2 separate regions of the Sus scrofa genome follow, and region 1 is linked to region 2. The links are chromatin contacts, called in public HiChIP or PLAC-seq maps. All regions are on one chromosome and are shown on one strand. Each heading gives the region's core, a stretch centred on a gene start, on an enhancer-like site or on the middle of the called end of the contact. The rest is flanking DNA. Distances are from core to core; before and after follow the strand shown.

Evidence for each region. HiChIP or PLAC-seq counts read pairs in DNA pulled down with a chosen protein or histone mark.
Region 1: a contact with region 2 is called in an H3K27ac HiChIP or PLAC-seq map of alveolar macrophages. The contact joins the promoter of ASXL2 here to the promoter of GAREM2 in region 2. A contact is called at or near these places in 1 of 5 promoter capture datasets (fetal liver), 1 of 47 Hi-C or Micro-C datasets (epiblast stem cells) and 1 of 2 datasets of contacts at active chromatin or transcription factors (alveolar macrophages).

The regions. Positions count from the first base shown.
Region 1 is chr3:113,043,486-113,046,185 of Sscrofa11.1, forward strand. It overlaps ASXL2 (putative Polycomb group protein ASXL2), which reads left to right and starts at 1,303. Exons shown (of 13, transcript XM_021087739.1): 1 at 1,303-1,762. The coding sequence starts at 1,427.
Region 2 is chr3:112,816,258-112,818,957 of Sscrofa11.1, forward strand. It overlaps GAREM2 (GRB2-associated and regulator of MAPK protein 2), which reads right to left and starts at 1,326. Exons shown (of 6, transcript XM_003125325.5): 1 at 1,083-1,326. The coding sequence starts at 1,194.

The sequences.
Region 1 (2,700 bases), core at 53-2,552, 230 kb after region 2:
AAGCTGAGGTAAAATTCTCAGGCAACAGGGCTAGATGACAAGTCCCAGGCAATGGCTAGGAATGGAGAGCTGCTTCTTGAACAGACTATAGACCTAGGCTTTAGAGGGAGACGGTACATCCCTTGAGTGTTACGGATCATGCTATCACTAAAGAAATTGGTGAAAACATGACCGTATCAATTGCTGATATGGGGCTGTTTGACTGTCAATGGTTGAAGGGGAAAGATAAAGAAGTTTCCAGAAGCCCTCTCAGACGCCCTCTTAAGACTTGTGTACGTGTGTAAAAGACTCCTTTAAAAAAATGACGAAATGTTATGAATCCTCTTCTCAAAAAATACACAACTAACACATACAAAATACTTTCCATAATTTTAGAGGGGCCATGAGCTTCTGAAACGCATCCTTGGACTCCAAGATAAGTATTGTTCTCAACTGTCTTTTCTCCCAAGAGGCAGCCCAACTCTCAGTCTTATTTTAGAACATAGTAAATTTAGTAGACCGGAAGCAGCTTCTGGAAGCAGGTGGACTTGGGAGATTAGTAGGCATTACTGCCCTTTTTGCAAAGTATCAAGACAAGGACATTTCGATGGAAGATGCCACATTCTGTATCTTTCAGGAGGCAGTTAAGGTCATTACAAATAATGGTTTCTGACTACAGCTACAGCTGAATCATTCAGCAAATATTTACTGGGCGCCTGATATGTACAGGCACTGTGCCAGGGACTGAACTCACCCAGATAAAAAAGACACCATTTGTGTCCTTGATGAGACATTCACAAGTAAAAGTGTGAATGTAGTTATTGGTGGCCTTAAAATAAAGGTCACCTAAGTTTGAGAGGCACTCTGGGGAGACAGAAAGGACTCTGAGGCGGTAATTTGATTTTTGGTTTCACCGCATTCCAGACTCGTGAGTTTAGCAAGTCACTCAAACTCAAATTGCTTCATCTATCAGATGGCATAAACAGATAGGCTAGAATTACTGCAAACCTTCAAAAAGAGAGCCTTTATGAAAATGAACATAGACAAAAAAACGCAACTTCGAGGCTCATTGAAAGTGATACTTGGGAGGGTTGCTCCTAGAAGGAAGAGCACGGTTCTCCCCAGGATTATGTCTATAAAGTCACCGTAACGCCCTCCCAACGCGGTCAGAATCCGCTCAATAAACCTTCCGGGACGGATCAAGTTCCGCTTCCGCAGGTTTTTGCTGTAGGCGTAAGCGCAGGACGCCCGACGCAGCGCAGCGTCGGTCCTTCCCTTTGCGCAAGCTCGCGAGGAGAGGCGGAGAGCGGAAGGGCGGGGGCGTGGCTAGGCGCCGGGCACTGCTGGCTCGCTCTCTCCGCAGCCCGGCGCAGGTGGCGGGAGCGCGCGCGCGCTCGCTCGCGCGGCCGGCTGCGTACAGTAGTGACGGCCGCGCGGGAGCGGTCACATGACCGTAGCGGCTGCCTGTACAGTAAGGACCCAATATGGCAGCGGCGGTAGCAGTGGCAACGGCAGCAGGAGGACCGGCCGCTTCATAGATTTCCCCCCCCCACCCCCACCCCGCGCACCACCGCCGCCGCTTCCTCTGCTTGGGTGCTCCTCTGGCCTGACTTCCCCTTTCTCCCACCTTTCCCGGCACCGCGGGAAAAACAGCGCAGGGCAGAGCAGGCAGGGAGGGCGGCTGGAGCCCGGACACGGGAGCCTCCCAGTCAGTTCAAGACCCGACATGAGGGAAAAGGGCCGTAGGAAGAAGGGCAGGACCTGGGCGGAGGCCGCCAAGACGGTAAGGAGGAGGGAGCGGAGTGGAAAGCCAGGAGGTTTTCGTTCCTTCTCCGCCCACCGGTCGCAGGGGAAGCGGCGCGGGGTGGGGGGGTCAATGGTCCTGCCACTCGACTGAGGGGGCAAAAAACCGCGCGGCGAGGGCGGCGGTTAGTGTCGGGTTTGTGGTCCCTGTGGGAATGGAGGCGCCAGCGGAAGAGGGTCGCCACGGGGCTGTGGCTTCTCCCTGCTCTGCGACGAATCCTCTTGGTGTTTTGAAGCTGCTCTCTGGGTCGCGACGCTCTCACCCCGACTCCGTGGTAGCCCCCGCCCCGGCATGGGGAAGTCTGTTGTGCTTGCACAGTAACCGGTTCTTCTCCCTTTTGCGGCTGAAGAGCCCCCATTGGATGCAGATAGGAGAAGGCTTGTGCGTGCACCCAGCCCCGGAAAGAAGAGGGGAGCGCTGGCGCTGGGTAGAACCCACCCGCTGTAGCAGATCTGCCGCCTGACCCCGGGCCCCTTGCTTGTCTGGGCTCCCGGATCCGGCCGGAGGTCACGAGGCTCTTGTTTTATGTTTGCTGTTGCAGCTGAAAGTGCTGGAGGTGTTTAGAAACGAAGTAACAGGTGGGACTTGTAGAATTTTTTTTTTTTTTTTTTTTCTGTTTCCGTAGAGACCTACTCTGAACAAGGCAGCAAAGCATGGTGGGACGTGTAGTTTACTGAGCCTTGACTTTTCCGTAGCTAAAGCGATGGCCTCACGAAGTTGTAGTGGATAAAACCATCCTTCTTTCCCCCTTTTCTAAATTTATTATTGTGAAGTTTAGAAGTAGGTTTTAAAAAATAGAATATTGAGGATGAGTGAGAAGTTTTGTTTCATGAAAAAATTTAAAAGCGTGCATGTATGTAGAAATGAAACGTTTAGAGAAAGTCAGGTTCATTCCATCTTTGAGAGTGCAGCAGAGA
Region 2 (2,700 bases), core at 76-2,575:
AGCCTATTCCATTCACACGAAGACACACACAGCCTGGCTGTTGACATGGGCAGTCTCAGCATCACACGCTGACCATCCGGACAGCAAGACACTGCAGGGCCGGGCACCCCTGCCCGACGGCCCAGGCCTGGACGCTCTCACGGAGCCCTCGCCTGGGACCCGCTGACGCTCACTGTGCCGGCTCCTCGCCGCCGCAGGTCGGCGGAAGGGCTGCCCGGCTTCACTCGCGGTGAGGCGAGGAGCCTGTGGCCGCGCGCCCCATTAGCATTCAGGGAAGCGAGTGTGCCAGCGCGGGCCAAACCCCTATTCTTCTCACACACAAAACCCCCGGCCTGGCTGCCAGCCCCGACTCCTTCCCCTCCCCCAGCCAAGCAGCCCCCCTTCCCTCCAACAGTCCCCTCGCTCCGCACTGCCTCTCGGGGGCCCACAAGCATCAGCAGAGCCGCCCTGGCCCCCGGGCCCCAAAGAGAAGTGGGGCGAGATGTGGGGAGAGCCGGGGGCTTGGGGGGCACGCCCGGCGGGAAGCCTTGCTCAGTCTAGCCCAGAGGTGGCTTGCCGTCCCCGAGGACCGGAGGCTGCTCCTCCGGCCGCGAAAGGAGGGTGCGAGAAGCGCCTCAAGAGGGACCCAGCGGGGCTGGGGGGCGGTAGCGGTGGGAAGACGGAGTTCGGGACCCAAGGGATGCGGGAGGATCGAGGTGAGAGGCCGGAGACAAAGGCCTGCAGGGGGGCGCCGCCCGGGCGGGGGTCTGAGGCTAGCGGGGGGGAAGAGGGTGCACCGACGGGGCGGGCTCGGTGGCTCCGCCGCGCTCCGGGCGCCAGCTGGGCCGGAGAACTCTGTCCCGGGCCCAGCCCCAGTCCCTGTCTCAGGTTTCTGTCCCTGTGCCTCTCCGCGGGACCGGGGAGGAGGCGGCCCCTGGCTGGTGAGCCCCGGGTCTCCGGGGAGGGGCGCCAGGAGCGGCACTGGGCCCGCGTCGGGGAGCAGGAGGGCAGGGGCCGCATCCCCTCGGCGCCGCTAGCACCTGCCGGGAGGGTCCCCGATGGCCCCGCGGTCGCCCAGTCGCCCTTCCCCTCACCCTCGGTACCTGGCCCGAGGCAGGCGAGCGTGGGCAGGCGGCAGCGGCTGACGATGAGGTCGAGCGGGAAGGCGCCCATGCTCCAGCGCAGGCCGGCCAGCCCAGCCGCCAGCTTCTCCATGGCATGGGCGCCTCCGGGGCCGCCGTCCTGGGGCCCCGACGGCCAGTCCCTCGCGGCCCGGGCTTCCGCGCCCGCCGCCACCTCCTGGGGACGCCGCGGCGCTCGCTGCCTGGCTGCCGGGCAGGGGCTGCGGGCGTCACGTGGCCGGCCTCCCGGCCCGGCGCCGGCCCCGCGCCGGCCCCCGCCTCCCGCCTCCCGCCCCCCGCCTCCCGCCCCCCGCCCCCTGCCCCACCCCCAGCCCCCGCCGCCGCCGCCAAGGCCCGCCTCCCGCCCGCCCCGCTCGCCCGCCCCCTCCTCGAAAGTCCAGGTGACAGCCGGGGACCACGCACCCCAGGCCGGCGCCTGGAGGGAAAAGGAAGGCTCGAAGCGGCATCCGAGGGGTCGGGGGTGGGCGTCGGCCTCCTCTTCCCGGTGGAGTGTGTTCGGATCCGCTTCCCGGCTAAGAGGTGCGCCTCTCCGGGCCTCCGTCCCACGCCAGGTCCTGCTTGGCTTCCTAAAGCTTCTGCCTGGCATTCAGCCGCTGCGATCCTAGCAGCCGTTGCTGCCTCTAGGACATCTTTCACCTCCAGCCTCAGCCGGCGTGGAGAGGCTGTCTCATTAACCCCATTTTACTGAGGAGCAAACTGAGGCTCAGAGAGGTCAGGGGCAGCTCGACTTGAAGCTACGTTTCACTACAAATCCCACTGCCTTGCTGGGTTGTGGGAAGACTAATAGCGCCCCCTCCACCCCCGCTGTATAGTGCACCTCCCAGGTTACCAGCGACTTCTTACTGACCGTCACCAATAGCTCCAGCATAGACACAGGCTGGTGTTTCTGGAGGCTCCATGGACTCTAGTCCTCAGCCTTGGTACCCCAGGTAGGCCCCCATCCACACATACACACAAACCTTCTCTTCCGAGGTGACTGACATCCCACATCCCATTACCTGAACCCCAAGAGAAGATGAACACAACTTCTCAGCAGGAAGAGACAATTCAGATCGCTTGATCGAGCTCCACCTTGTGCAGAGGAAAGAGAGACTCCAAGAGCAGAAATGCTTTGCTCCAAGGTCACACCGCAGGAAGGAAGCAGAGCTGTGGCTGGAAGGCAGGCCTCCCACCTCCCAGCCAATGCTAACTCCATGACCTGGCCTAGCCAGCACCCAAGAAGGCTGAGCAGCTGGCCCTCAGCTTTTTCTTCCTTCAGCCACCACAAGGCTGTGACTTGGGGTAACCTGATTGAAAGAACTTACTTGAGTCTATGCAGCTGGGGTGGGCTCTTCTCTAAGGAGGTGGGAAAGGGAAACGAGCCAGAGGGAAGAAGAAAATAGAGAAAGGTGAAAATACCGGGAGTTCCTGTTGTGGCTCAGTGGCTAACAAATCCAGCTAGGAACCATGAGGTTGCGGGTTTGATCCCTGGCCTTGCTCAGTGGGTTAAGGATCCGGCGTTGCTGTGAGCTGTGGTGTAGGTCACAGATGCGGCTCCGGATCCGGTGTTGCTGTGGCTCTGGCATAGGCCAGCATCTAC